3 separate regions of the Mus musculus genome follow, and regions 1 and 3 are each linked to region 2. The links are chromatin contacts, called in public HiChIP or PLAC-seq maps. All regions are on one chromosome and are shown on one strand. The core of a region is the stretch at or near the end of the contact, and the rest is flanking DNA. Distances in the headings are between cores, read along the strand shown. Region 1 holds the start of Hrk (harakiri, BCL2 interacting protein (contains only BH3 domain)). Region 2 overlaps Tesc (tescalcin). Region 3 holds the start of Fbxo21 (F-box protein 21).

Region 1 (4,818 bases), core at 1,360-3,859, 110 kb after region 2:
ACACAGAGAGAGAGAGAGAGAGAGAGAGAGAGAGAGAGAGAGAGCTTTTTAAAGGCTACATTTCAAGATCCAGTGACCAAGTGCAGAGAGGGTCAGGGTAACTGGGTAACTTTAGAGACTCTGATTCAGTGATGAGGGGACAGAGGTCTTCCCTTGACCCCCTCTCCCCATAGCCCTCTTCTCTTCCCCTCTCCTCCCCACCGCCAAAACGGTACTCTCTGCTTAAAAAAAAAAAAAAAAAAAAAAAAAAAAAAAAGTCCAAGCTGCTGGGAGCCAACCCAGTGCCACCTTGTGAGCCCAGCATTTCGAGGGGCAGGCTTCCAAACAGGGTAATAATCGTCCCATTAAAATTAATGTCCATGAAGTGAGCCGTTAAAAGCGTGGAGATTAAAAGGGAGGGGGGATTGTTCAATTTAAATCCAAAGGGCTTTTTAAATAGACACTGTATCTTCAATCTTGGACCACTACACTCGGGCAATGGTTCAGCTGCCCCTCTGTTAAGGATGGCTGGGATTAGGGAGGGGGAGTCCCGGGAGATGGGGAAGGAGTTCTGGCCAGAATCAGAGGGGACGGAGGTTTATTTGAGCCCGATGCGTGCCAGGCGCTTGGCACAGGGTTCTTTCATTTAATCTGGGCCCCGGTCCTGGGAGGGAGGTATTATCAGTCTCAGAATACAGAGTCCAGTGTCAAGCCATAGCTAGAGTTTTGTGCCTGCTACTGGGTGCCCTGGTTCAGAGCCAGCCTTTGCTTTGTACTAACCCCTATCTTGGGCAAGAGGCCTCATGGACTTGGGCCTTGGCTTCCTCATGTTGAAAAACAGGACACCGAAAGAGTCTCTGTAGGAGCACAGGCCAGGACCTTGGCAGGCAGCTGGCATGGAAGGTACTCTGTAGTGTGGGTAGTAAGGGCACAGTGACTGCCCACTGGGTGGGGGCGAGGGTCACCAAAAGCACACAGCTGGGCTATGCTGAGCTCTGACAGTCACCTCACCAAGCTTCCAAGGGAGCCCGTAGCCCATTGATGTGGCTGAAAGTCAGTCAAGCTGCAGAGTCCTCCTGTCATTTGGTGGTCAGGAGGATGAGGCAGGAGAGCTTCTGGTTACACCGTAGCAGAGTTTTTGAAACAAAAGGAAAGTCACAATAACATCACAGAACTCCAAAAAGGTGAGTTCATAGTTTCTTATCTTTTGGGTTTTAGTTATTTATTTTGGTTTTTTGAGACAGGGTTTTTCTGTGTAGCCCTGGCTGTCCTGGAACTCACTCTGTAGACCAGGCTGGCCTCGAACTCAGAAATCTGCCTGCCTCTGCCTCCCAAGTGTTGGGATTAAAGGCGTGTACAACCACTGCTCGACTTGTTTTCTGTTTGAATACGTCTGTCTATCTCCTATCTATCTATCTATCTATCTATCTATCTATCTATCTATCTATCTATCTATCTATCTATCTTATGTGCATACACATAGGGTAGTACATATGGAGGTCAGAGGACAATCTGTGGGTATCAGATTTCTGTCTTTGGAACACACGGATTCACAGGACTGAAATTAAGTCATCAGGTTCGGTTGCAAGCACCTTTACCCACAGAGGCATCCCTGACTCTTTGGGGTTTTTAAATAAAGGATTCTCTCTGTAACTGTGGCTGGCCTGAAACCACTATATGGACCAGGTTGTATATGGACCACTTCCCTGCTCCTTCAGGCCCCAATCCCAAAGCTGTCCAAAATCCAGTGGCTTGGACATGGTGGGCGGGTCTCTCTAGCACCCTAAGGAGTCCCAGGAGCCTCCTCACTGGTCGGCACCCTCCCCAGAGGACTTCCCAGGCTGGAGCTGGAGCAAAACTGGATTGGTCTTCCTTTGGGTTAGGTAACCTCACTGGGCACCAAGGCAAAGCCTTACAGGGTCGCCAGCAAACTCTGACCCCGTTTGAAAAGATAAAGCCTACAAAGTAAGCAGGCTGCAAGAACTTCTCTCTAGAACCACGTTCTTGGGTGGGGGGTGGGGGGTGGGGAGATGTCTTGAGTGCAAAGGCGACTCGCCCAAGTTGGAGTCCAACCCATCCCGGGTCCCCCGCCTTCATTTCAGGGTTCAGGCTCCCACCCCGGGGTGCGCTTAAGTCAGGTCACCAGAAGGGGGTGCGAACGCGTGTCAGGAATGTGTGCACCCACCCGGAGGCTGACAGGTGCGGAGGCTGTCCCGAAACAGGGCAAGTCGGCTTGAACCCTGCCTCCCACCACCCAGGCCACACAACAGCCCGGGGATCTTTTCGCATTACGGCCGAATTCTCCCGGAGCTCAATTCACAGTGCGCACCGAGCTGGCTTTCCAGGCTATCTCCGAGCTGGAGCCTCCCGCAGCCCGGGAAGCGAAACAGCGGACCCCGGGCCAGCATTCCCGAAGCCCCGCATCCCTGCCTGTCCCCGCCCTGCCGGCGTCTCGAGGGTTAAAAGTTACCTCTCGGCTTTTTCTCCTGCACACACTCCCCACCCCCCGGGCCGGATGATGTAACCCCCTCCCCGCGCCCTCCCCGCCCCCTCCACCATGTGACACTTTAATTAATAATAGCGCCGTCAGCACAACAAACGCGCGGTGAAGGGCGAAACTTGGGGTCCAGGGAGGCTCCTCCGCACGCCATGTGCCCGTGTCCCCGGCATCGCGGCCGCGGGCCCCCGGCCGTGTGCGGTTGCGGCGACGCTCGCCCCGGGCTGCGCTGGGCGGCGGCGCAGGTGACCGCGCTGCGGCTGCAGGCGCTGGGCGACGAGCTGCACCGACGCGCCATGCGGCGTCGCGCGCGGCCCCGGGACCCGCTGCCCGCGCTGCTGCCCGCGCTCCGCGCCCGCTGGCCCTGGCTGTGCGCGGCCGCGCAGGTGGCGGCGCTGGCGGCCTGGCTGCTCGGCAGGCGGAGCGCGTAGGCGGCGCGCGCGGGGCCTTCTTGGTGGGGGGGACCGGAGCCGAGACCCAGCCCGGACCGAGCAACAGGTACGCGGGCAAGCGGGCGGGAGAGCGACAGCGACAGCGGGAGCCAGGGCTCCTCGGCGAGGAACAGCGGACCCGGTCTCCTACTCTTCGCTTGCCCTCTGTCCCTCTTTATCCAGACCCCGAGTATCTGCTCCGCCTCATCCCCCCTACTCTCTCTCTCTCTCTCTCTCTCTCTCTCTCTCTCTCTCCCTCTCCCTCCCTCTCTTCCCTCATTCTCTCTCCTCCTCCCTCTGTTCCTCTCTCCTTTCTCTCTTCTCTTCCTCCCTTCTCCTTCCCCCTCTCTCTTCTCTCCCTCTCTCTCTTCCTCCCTCCTTCCTCTCTCTCCCTCTCTCCTTCCCTCCTTCATCTCTCTCCTCTCTTCTTTCCCTCCACTCTCCATCTCCACTCTCTCCCCCTCTCTCCTTCCTCTCCCTTTCCTTTCCCTCTCTCTCTCCTCTTTTTCCTTCCCTCCTCCCCTTCTCCTTCCTCTCCCTTTCCTTTCCCTCTCTCTCTCCTCTTTTTCCTTACCTCCTCCCCCTCTCCTCCCGCTCCCCTGTCTCTGTTCTGTCTTCACTCTCCCCCCCCTCCCCACTCCTCTCTCTTCTCCCTCACTCTCATCTCTCTTCAGTGTTTTCACTCTCTTCTTTCTCCAATCCCCTGGCTCACGTTATTCTTCCCCTTGTGTAGCTCTCCTCTGCCTTTCCACTTTCTCCTGTTTTCCCTTTCTCCAGTCTGCTTTCTCTCTCCTCTCCCACTACCCCGTGTCCCCCCTTCCTTCTCCACCTCTCTCTCTCTCCCCCCCTTCTCTCTCTCCTCACTGTCCCCTCTCTCCTTTCTCCCTCTTCTCTCTCCTCCTCCTTCCTCTGCAGCATAGTGGTTTTAGAAGGACGTAAGCCACCACAATCGCTGCCAGCCCCAGTAAACACACGCAGTAGAACTGCACCAGTCCGAGCTAAGAGTCTCCCCTAATTATGCACCACAGGTTCTCGAGTCCCCGGCCCTTTTCAAACCGCCTGGTATTCCAACTTGACCAGGTCTCCATATCTCCACTGCCAACTCCCGTCTCCTCAAGGGTCTGCAGTTTGTGGTGATCCCCATTCTCTATGACCCCCCAACTCCTCCCACCCCCGCTCCCGTGGAAGTTTCTCAGGGGTAGGTCGTGGTCCTCTCTCCAAGGCAGGCGCACATCAAGGTCCCATCTCCTGGGTAACTTTGTTGCTCCTTTTACCACGAGGTGTCGCGGTTTACAGCTTGGCCTCCTATCACCTTCCCCAGCGACGGCGAGAGGTGTGGGCGCCTGCTGTGTGCTCCGGACCGTCCCTGGGTGCTGGGTGCCTAATGTTTGATATCGGGAGGCTATAGGTGGGTCCTTGGTAGGGTGACCTGTGAGCACCCGCTGTGTGCCAGGTACCGGGCTAGGCGGTTTGGGGGAGCAAGAAGTGTCGGTCGGGGTCGCCTTTCTAGATTTCTAGTGCAGAGGCTTCATAAAACGGGGTGGGGTGGGTGGGAACTAGGCTGACTTCCGAGAATGGGTCGGAATGTGAAGATCACAGGTAAGGTAGCCAGAGACCCTGAGATGCTCTGGGCTGATCCCAGCCCTGCCCGACGGGCGCGCAGACACCTTAGGAAGCTGGCGCGGCGCCGCAGGGAGAGGCGGCAGCCGGAGCGTGGGGGGTGGCAGCGCCCGAGGAGCTGCGGGGGTGAGCGGGGTGTGAGCCGGGAGCGCGGGCGACAGATGTCGCGTGGGCCCGCGCAGCCCGGGCGCTGGCGAAGAGAACTGTCGCTTCGGGGCGCCCTGCGGCCCGGCTCCCTGGCTCTGAAGGTCCCTTGCGCGCCTCCTCTCTGTTCTCCCTTTCAAAAGTACC
Region 2 (4,409 bases), core at 776-3,275:
GCATGGCCTCGGAACCTGTCCTGCTTCTTATGAGCCATCAGCGGCTCTGTCTCAGTGGCGGGGCGGTGGGCAGGCCGAGGACCTGGCTCAGGCGGGCGTCCAGCAGTGGCGAGGGCAGTGGGTTGGCAGGCCGAGGACCTGGCTCAGGCAGGTGTCTGGCAGTGGCGGGGACGCCTGCTGATGCCTCTCCCTCCATTCCAGATCTGGCAGGGCATCGACATCGAGACCAAGATGCACATTCGTTTCCTCAACATGGAGACCATCGCCCTCTGCCACTGACCTGCTGCCTGCTGCCCGTGCAAGGGAGGGGGTGGCTGGAAGCTGGGGGTGACCGAGGACGGATGTTCAGCCCTATGCCTGGGCTTCTGTGACAATCAGTAACCCTTCTTCAGTTATCCTCCTCGTGGGGTGTGGTGTGTGGGACTCCGATATTTTTATCTCTAATGGTGACAATAAAGGTTTCCTAATGAGTCCGGCATCCCCATCTGTCCCTCACATCCCTTAAAAGAACCTGGTCTTGGGTGACATGAGACTGACTCTGAGGAGCAGGCAGAGACTGGTGAGGCCCTCTGTCCTGTCTGTTGGCCCTTGTATACCATCTGCTTTCCTCCTTGAAGGACTGGGCATCTACCTGTGGTCCCCACCTGGTGGGGGGGGGGGGGAGCCAGGAAGAGTCTGTCTGGGCAGGCTTCCAGAAGACCTGGCGTGTAGGTAATGGGGGTTTTCTTAGCACCATCACTGCTGGCTGGCTGCTGGTGTCAGCTCCTGATGGAGGGTACCTACAATTGGGGTTGCCATGGTTCCTCCTGACAGCATGGACCCAGATGCGAGCCCAGGAAACTCTGGCCCCCAGCACAGGCGGTAGTGGAGACTAGAGGTGCCTACTGCAGGTAGGTAGCTTATACATCTTGGCTTGTCAGGATGGGTGGGGGGCCAGTAGAGCCAAAATATTGACTGCAGAGCAGAGGTCGTCCCCCCACCCCAACCAGTGGGTTGCTGGTGCTTGTTATCTAGGTCTCTCAGGTGTTGTTCTAGGATGCTTTTGTTCCCTCTGTTGACGCTGGGAGGTGCCTTTCTAGACTCCAGGAAGTTCTTTGGGTGACTGGCACCTGATGCTGTTGGCATGCTTAGTTAGATGTCTTGTTCTGAGCATGTTTGATCTCATTTGTGTTGTCTGTCAATGGCCACATCATGGTTGGCTGGACACCTGTAGCTGGAGCTCCCTTAAGGCCCAGAGGGCAGTCATGAAGTATTTCCACTCCATCCGCTAACCCCGTTTTCCTGCCAGTTCTTTGCCATGTGCGTGCAGCATTTTTCTCTCTAACTTTTATGTGTCTGTGCCTATGTGCATAGGAGTGCACATTGGCTAGAGGAGGGATTCAGATCCTCTGGGGCTGGAGTTGGGGGTGCCGGCTTGTTCTGTGGGTACCAAGAGCTAAACTCTGGTTCTCATAATTGTACAGCCTCCTAATGGATACACTTTAAGTTGTTACCATCAGGTGTGACCCTGTGTGTGTGTGTGTATAGGTCAGAGGACAATATGCCTGTTCTTGCCTCCTGCCACATTGAGGCAGCCCCCCCCCCCCCCCAACATCTGTGTACTCCAGACTGACTTCTGGCAACTGTCCTGTCTCTGCCTCCCATCTCACAGGAGCTCTGGGATTACAGATGTGGACTACCACATCGGCTTTTTAATATGAGGAAAAGAAGTGTATATGCCTTTGTTTGTACACATGAGTGTGGGTGCCCCGAGCCAAGGCTATCAGCACCCCTGGAGCTGCTTGATGTGGGTGTTGGGAACTCATCTGTCTTTTTAGCCCCTGCCCCTCCCCCCTTTTTCCTGGGGATCAAACTCAAGCTGTCAGGCTCTTGCACCAGTTGCTCTTACTTCCTAAGCCTCGCGGCACGTACATCTTAGCTCTGCTGGTTTGGTGAAAATACTGGTGTCTGCCATCAGCACTGCTCAGGGGATGGTGACTCATGCCTGAACAAACAATCCTGGTGCCAGAACAGAGCGGATTGTTCTGGTCTCAGTAGAGACCCCTGCAGCCTTCTCTCTCGCTGTGGGTGCTTGCTCGTCATGACTGATGGCAGGCTCTGTCTCCATGGTGATGTGCCAGATTCAGTGGCTGCTTCTATGGGTCCCTTCCATGCTGCCCTCCCCAAGCAGGCTGTCTCAAGTGGTTCCGAGAGGTGGACGGATCTTCTCAACAACAGGTGTCCTCCGTAATGTGCACGAAGGGGAAAATGGTAACTTGACTAAGTAAGTGAGCCCTGGCCTACTGCTGGGGGTGAGGTGCAAGCTAGTATGCCTTACTTAAAAGCAAAACATGCTATGTGGCCAGTTATAGGGGTGTGCAGAGATGTGCTCAGGGGATGTGGTAGGATGGTGCTGTGTGTATGCGTGTGAGGGTGCTAGATTGGTTACTATGTTGGACCCCAGAGGCAAGTGAGGAGCTGAGGGGGTCTGCAGGTGTTCTGAGCAAGCACTTGGCAGGCAGGGCTGGCCTGTGTTTGATGCTGGCCTGCAGGGCCACTCAACACCACCCACTCTCCTGGACTGGTGAGGAAGGAGGTCAGAAGGAAGGCACTGCCAGGGCCGTGCTTTTGAACACAGGCCTCAGTTTGATAAAAAAAAAAAAAAAAAAAAAAAAAAAGCCCCAGCAAAGCAGCAGGCAGGAGCAGATATGGGGGCTCCCATCTCCCTGCTCAGAGCCAAGCAAACTGTCAGCTCTGGGGAGAACCCAACAAAGGTATACCTCACCACTTGGGGACTTCCTGGCTTCTAGGTTTCTACTGGCTCTAGGGCTCTAGAAAGCCAGCAGGTCAGCAGGGGGACATAATGCATAAACTATCTGGAGCCTGGCTTCCTGGACTCCATGCTGTGGTGAGGAGGGGGCTGCAGGCTCTGGGCAGCTGCCACTTTGGCATCTCCTGGGCCTGGGTTTCCTGAGACTCTCCCACTTTCAGTGGTGTCCTTTCTCAACAAAGGCAGTTCATGAATGTAAAATGTTTTCATAAATAATGGATCGCCTTCCCTCGGCCAGAGCCCGGAGGTCTAGCAGGGAAGATGCTGTGATGGACGTTCATCAAGCGTGCTGGCTGGTGCTCCCCTTTGAGGGCCTACTAATGTCTTTGAAGCTCTGGGCACAGCTAATCCAAACAGCTAATTAAAACGAGATTGACTCACTGGGAGCCTAGTCCTCCAGGACCAGAAGCAAGCTCGTTTGTTCACAATGGCGAGGCCAGGCTGCCTCCCCACTGTCGAAACCACCAGGAGTACCAACTGCTTGGCTCCCAGCATGCTCTGCAGCTGCCTACCTAGGCAGGATAAAGACCATGAATTGGTGCAAACCTGCTCCCCAGGAGTACAGACTAATTCCTTGGTATCCCCCACCCTGGGGGACTTCTGGCTACTGCCCTGGGCAGCCTCACCAGTGGGCCGTGGGGTCTGCAGGGCAGGGAGGAAGCAGGTAGATTGTTTCTTGCAGGACTGTGTGTAGGTGGGTGGTGCTCCGCCCCTGTGCAGCCAGACCTCCCATCGCTGTGTGACACGAGCCAGATGAGGTGCCTCCATCATCAGTGTGAAGCAGGCTTTGTGCTAACATTTATTTGGGGACAGGTAAGTACAGGCTCTTCATCAACCACACTGAAGCTGACTTGGTGGCACCCAAGGCTACTGCTGAGGAGCTGGGAGTAGGGCTGTGGGTAGAGAAGCAGGCAGAGCTGGGGCCTCAGTGGCTGGGTGGAGGTTGGGTGTGCTCTCTATTCTGTAGCAGACTGAAAGCGAGATCTACCCTACAGTACTGTCCTGTTACTGACAATTGATTCTAGAGATTGGTCCTCAAACTTAAAATCCTCCTGAGTGGTGGGACACTCAGCGAGTGTGTGTGTGTGGCATCACAATGCTCTACTTATAAAGTTGTCCCCTCCCCCAGTTTGGTGGTGGTTGGAGGCTAATGTTTAATCTGATACTTTCCCCGGAGGGCTGTGTGATACAAACCTCATAGACATGGCTGGATGGATACCTGCAGCCTAGTGACACAGAACTTATGGGTAAGAAACAGAGCAAGCCCAGAGCAGCCTGCCACTCTGACCACTTGGCAAACCAGGCTCTTCGAGACGTGAACAAAGCCCCTCTGTTAGGTGGGAGAGGGCAGGCCCTCAGGTCTGATCCTCTGCAGTTGACCAGTCCAAGTTCCACTGTGCTGGAAGAGGCCCAAGTTGGTGGAAGGAGAGGCAGAAGTGCAAGTCACCTTGAGGTTTGGCAAACACCTGCCATAAAGGCTGTCCTTGTATGCCGTGACCTTGAGGGAGCCAGTGCCGGAACCAGGCCACTCCCGATGGCATCACTGGCACCTTTGTCTTCATGAGTTGGACAAATGCCAACAGGGCTTGGGGCAGGAACA
Region 3 (4,313 bases), core at 1,039-3,538, 87 kb before region 2:
CTTTGAGGGCCACTTGGCAGGAATCTGACATTGGCCAAGGACAAGGAAATGGGCTTCAGGCAGGAATCTGACATTAAGCCATGACAAGGAAGTAAGCACAGGCAGGAATCTAATTTTAGGGTAGAACAAAGAAGTAGGCTTCAGGCAAGAATCTGATTTTGGGCTAGGACAGGGAAGTAGGCTCAGAAATCTTGGTCACCCTTAGAAAAACAGTGGTCAAAGGAGTGATCACAGGACTTTGTTTATTGCCTTTGGGGATGGGGGTGGGGGGCGGAGACAGGGTTTCTCTGTGTAGCCCTGGCTGTCCTGGAACTCACTCGGTAGACCAGACTGGCTTCAAACTCAGAAATCCGCCTGCCTCTGTCTCCCAAGTGCTGGGATTAAAGCAAGGACAGTGCTTGTTCCTTGACTATTTGTGTTTATTGTACTGCTTGACCTTGTTACTTGCATGGAATTAGAATGGTATAAAAGCAGATTGGGAAAAAAATAAACCCACCTCAGCCTCAGAACTGGCTGGGGTCATGCTACAATGTTGTCTGTCCTTTTTCTTTTTAATCCTCACTCCTTCGCTGGAGAACCTGTTGACGGACTGAGCTGGCTTGGTCACGTGAGCACACAAAATAAATTAAAATGTAAATAAAAGCTCATCTAAAGATGAGACCCAAGCGAGATTCTCCTCTGACCTTCAATCACACGCACACACATATGCACACACATGCAGGCATACGTGCTCTCATTTACACACACATACACACACATATACACACATGTGCACACACATGCATTAAGAAAATAAAGCAGCCGGGCGGTGGTGGCGAATGCCTTTAATCCCAGCACTTGGGAGGCAGAGGCAGGTGGATTTCTGAGTTCGAGACCAGCCTGGTCTACCAAGTGAGTTTCAGGACAGCCAGAGCATATGGTAATTGTTGTATTGCCAGAGAGGGCATATATGTCCCCCAAATCATGAAGGATTGTTGAGTGGAAGACAATTAAAAGCAGACACCATGAACACCTCTAAAATCACACTCAGCATTTTGGGAGGCAGAGTCAAAGGGATCAGCGGCTTGAAGGAGCCCAGTCACACAGAGGAGAGCTCCCCACGATACTTCGACCTGCTTCAAATCAGGACATAGATTCAGGGGTTACTACTATTCTCCACACCATCATAGAGCTAGAAATAGGGGTCCCCAAAAACAAATAGTATGCTTGCCTCAGTACCCAGTGGAGAGTGAGTCACCCGTGGAGAAGGCCAAATCACTTCCAGGAAGTGCTTGGTATAAGATAGCCATTTTCAACAGCTTAATTTTGGGACTATGGCATGGCTGTAAAGTGCATGGCTAACCGGCACCAAGCCCTGGGTTTCACCCCCGCACTACCACCTCTGAAGTACATCTTGGTGGTGTATGCCTTTAATACAAGCTATGGGAGGTAAAGGCAGGGGGGCCAGAAACTCAAGGTCCTTCTCCAATACATAATTCAAGACCAGAGTGGACTACATCAGACTCTGTCTCAAATTGCTTTTGAGATCGGATCTTAATATAGATAGCCCAACTTTTGATCTGCGTGCCTCGGTCTCCTGAGAGCTGGGAATTAGGAAGTAAGCCACCATAGTCATTTTTAACTTTTAGTTATTGTCTATGTGGACTCATGTCCCATCGAGAAGGTGAAGGCCAAAGGGCAATTTTGTTTTGTTTTGTTTTGTTTTTCGAGACAGGGTTTCTCTGTGTAGCCCTGGCTGTCCTGAAACTCACTCTGTAGACCAGGCTGGCCTCGAACTTGGAAACCCACCTGCTTCTGCCTCCCAAGTGCTGGGATTAAAGGCGTGCGCCACCACTGCCCGGGCAACCTCGATATATTTATTTTCGAGACAGGGTTTCTCTGTGTATCTCTGGCTGTCATGGAACTCGCTCTATAGCTGAGGCTAGCCTCGAACTCTGAGATCTGCCTACTTCCACCTCCTAAATGCGGAGATCAAAGGTGCCACCGCCTCCCCGAATTTGCGTGTCATCCTAGGCGCAGCATCCATGCAAATCTCTGCATCGTTCCAGTTTTAGTATCTGCGCTGCCGAAGACGAGCACCCAGCTATCATTTTTAAAAATGCCCCTGGGAGAATCAGGACGCGAAAGGACCATTTATCTCTGCAGCAGCAGCCAGCTCTCGCCTCTGGCTCTTCCCAGTCCTCCAAGCGGAGTGGGCGGGACCCCCTGGCGTGGGCGGGGCGTTCCCAGCCACTCCCCCTGAGGGCGTGGTACGGCTTCTTAGGCTCCTATCGCGCGCGCGCCCGCCCGCACAGCGGCCCCCTCAGGTACGCGGACAAGATGGCGTCGGTAGCGGGGGACAGCGCTATGGAGGTGGTGCCGGCGCTGGCCGAGGAGGCCGCGGCTGAGGCGACGGGCCCCAGCTGCCTGGTGCAGCTGCCGGGCGAGGTGCTGGAGTACATCCTGTGCAGCGGCTCGCTCACGGCGCTGGACATCGGCCGCGTGTCCAGCACCTGCCGCCGCCTGCGCGAGGTGTGCCAGAGCAGCGGGCAGGTGTGGAAGGAGCAGTTCCGGGTGAGGTGAGCGAGCATCCCGTTCCCGGGACCCGCAGAGCCCCTCGGCGCCGGGCCTCGCGTGGGGCCCCACCCCGCCACCCTCCGGGCCTCCGGGCCGCGCGCCGCCCTCTTCCCGCGGCCGCAGACAAAGGCCTGCCTGCAGCCCGGGGGGCCCCCTCCGGAGCTCCGATGGGGTCGCGGCAGCCGCCCGAGGCCGGGGCCTCCGGAGCGCTCCGCCCCGGGGGGCTGCGGCCTTCACGCGCCTCCCGGCTGCAGGAGGAGGCGCATCTTTTGTGGCCGCTGCAGGATGTTGACGTGCAGGCAAAGCAGCGGTGCGTGCATTCCTGGCTAGCTCCTTAGGATGCCGGCATCGGACCTGCCAGTCCAGCTCGTGACCTTGGGGGTGGAGGGGGTGATGTCGGTCCACCTCCCTTCTCCAGAGCCTGGGTCTCCTGGTCGGTGATGAGACCCCCCCTCCTTTTTTTTTTTTTCCCATTATGGGGAATCAAATAAGATGAGGCCCGGGTTTGCAGGGCCTGATGCTGAGGGAGGCGCGCCATCCACGAGAACCGTTAGCATCACTGTGATTGTGGCCAGCGCAGAGATTGGGGGGCGGAGGGGGGGCGGCGGCTACTGGTGGTAGAAACGCTGCCTTTCGTGTCGCCACGCCAAGGTCACTGCATCTGAGTAGTGAGGGAATGCATTGCATACGCTATGATTATTGCAACTAGAGCCTCTGCCAAGTCCACCCCCCCCCCCTTGCCCGCAGACTCCTCCGTGGTTTTTTGCAGTCTCTGCGGAGCTGAGAAAGGGTGTTTTCTCTCCCCCCCCCCCCCTTATAGGTGGCCCTCCCTGATGAAGCACTACAGCCCCACCGACTACGTCAATTGGTTAGAGGAATATAAAGTTCGGCAGAAAGCTGGGTTAGAAGCCCGGAAGATTGTAGCTTCCTTCTCCAAGCGGTTCTTTTCAGAGCACGTAAGCATCAGGCTTGGTCATGCTCTGTGTGTGTGTGTGTGTGTGTGTGTGTGTGTGTGTATGTGTGTTCGTGCGCGCACGCGCTCGTTCGTGTGTGCCTGCCATAGCTTTTCAGCTCTTGTTCCTATTTCCCTTTTCACTGCTCACACAGCCCTTTGCTTGCATGCTTATAAGAGTCATTGTGTCCCCTCTCCTCCCGTCCAACAACACGGAGCCATTTGTCCCTGCTAGCCCTACTTTTTTTAAAGCCAGAGGGAGTGGGGTGTTGAGGAGCGGAAAGGGACACAGGGCGGTGTCCACTAGGTCCAGAGAAGCCTTACTCTTTGAGACTGTTAGGCGCTTTATGCACTGTCAACCTCTTGGTGCCTGTTTCCCAGGGAGGCTGCAGAAGTGCATGCCGTGCAGGGAACTGCCTTTTTAAGGAACCAAGGTTAAAAGCTGCCGTAGCTGCTCCTAGCCATTGAGCATTTCTGTTTATCACTGTGGCTCTTTGTTCCGAGAGAGGAGGTTCACTATGCGGCCCAGGCTGGCCTTGAACTCCCGTCCAGCCTCCTGAGGACTGCGATTCCCAGGAGGCAGCCTCAAGCCTGGCTCGAGTCGTGTGTCGCTTTTCTGTAAGGGCTGAGATGTGTGTTTCTTTTCAGGTTCGGAGTTAGTCGTTGTTTTTCTCCCTTGTCCAGAAATGTCCCATGGAAATCGGTGTCCGTTCCATTCACTACTTTTTGTAGGGCTAGGGAATTGTCCCCTCTCGTATTTCCAGTCCCTGCAGATTGTGAGCCGACCAGTGTAGCTGACAGTGCT

Evidence for each region. HiChIP or PLAC-seq counts read pairs in DNA pulled down with a chosen protein or histone mark.
Region 1: a contact with region 2 is called in an HNF4G HiChIP or PLAC-seq map of pancreatic cancer cells. The contact joins the promoter of Hrk here to the enhancer-like site in region 2. A contact is called at or near these places in 1 of 484 Hi-C or Micro-C datasets (the N1E-115 cell line), 3 of 115 datasets of contacts at active chromatin or transcription factors (VIP interneurons, memory CD8 T cells and pancreatic cancer cells) and 3 of 9 other capture datasets (adipose tissue, liver and pancreatic islet).
Region 3: an H3K4me3 HiChIP or PLAC-seq map of forebrain shows a contact between it and region 2, with 3 times the contacts expected there. The contact joins the promoter of Fbxo21 here to the enhancer-like site in region 2. A contact is called at or near these places in 5 of 39 promoter capture datasets (HPC-7-derived erythroid cells, embryonic stem cells, hippocampal neurons and 1 more), 6 of 115 datasets of contacts at active chromatin or transcription factors (double positive thymocytes, embryonic midbrain, embryonic stem cells and 3 more) and 3 of 9 other capture datasets (adipose tissue, liver and pancreatic islet).

Annotation. Positions count from the first base shown.
Region 1 is chr5:118,167,155-118,171,972 of GRCm38.p6, forward strand. It overlaps Hrk (harakiri, BCL2 interacting protein (contains only BH3 domain)), which reads left to right and starts at 2,610. Exons shown (of 2, transcript NM_007545.2): 1 at 2,610-2,974. The coding sequence starts at 2,629. The coding sequence ends at 2,907.
Region 2 is chr5:118,061,401-118,065,809 of GRCm38.p6, forward strand. Tesc (tescalcin) reads left to right here. Exons shown (of 8, transcript NM_021344.4): 8 at 202-478. The coding sequence ends at 279. Fbxw8 (F-box and WD-40 domain protein 8) reads right to left here. Exons shown (of 11, transcript NM_172721.2): 11 at 3,581-4,409. Among named protein-coding and RNA genes, the nearest start is that of Gm30466, 6.9 kb to the right of the region's middle. Within about 2 kb of position 2,026, at least 45 of the 459 cell types and tissues checked have an H3K27ac peak or open chromatin away from gene starts, as enhancers often do. A contact at or near this core is called in the N1E-115 cell line, forebrain, hippocampal neurons and 2 more, where this site is marked.
Region 3 is chr5:117,974,482-117,978,794 of GRCm38.p6, forward strand. Fbxo21 (F-box protein 21) reads left to right here and starts at 2,289. Exons shown (of 12, transcript NM_001346588.1): 1 at 2,289-2,558; 2 at 3,377-3,512. The coding sequence starts at 2,320.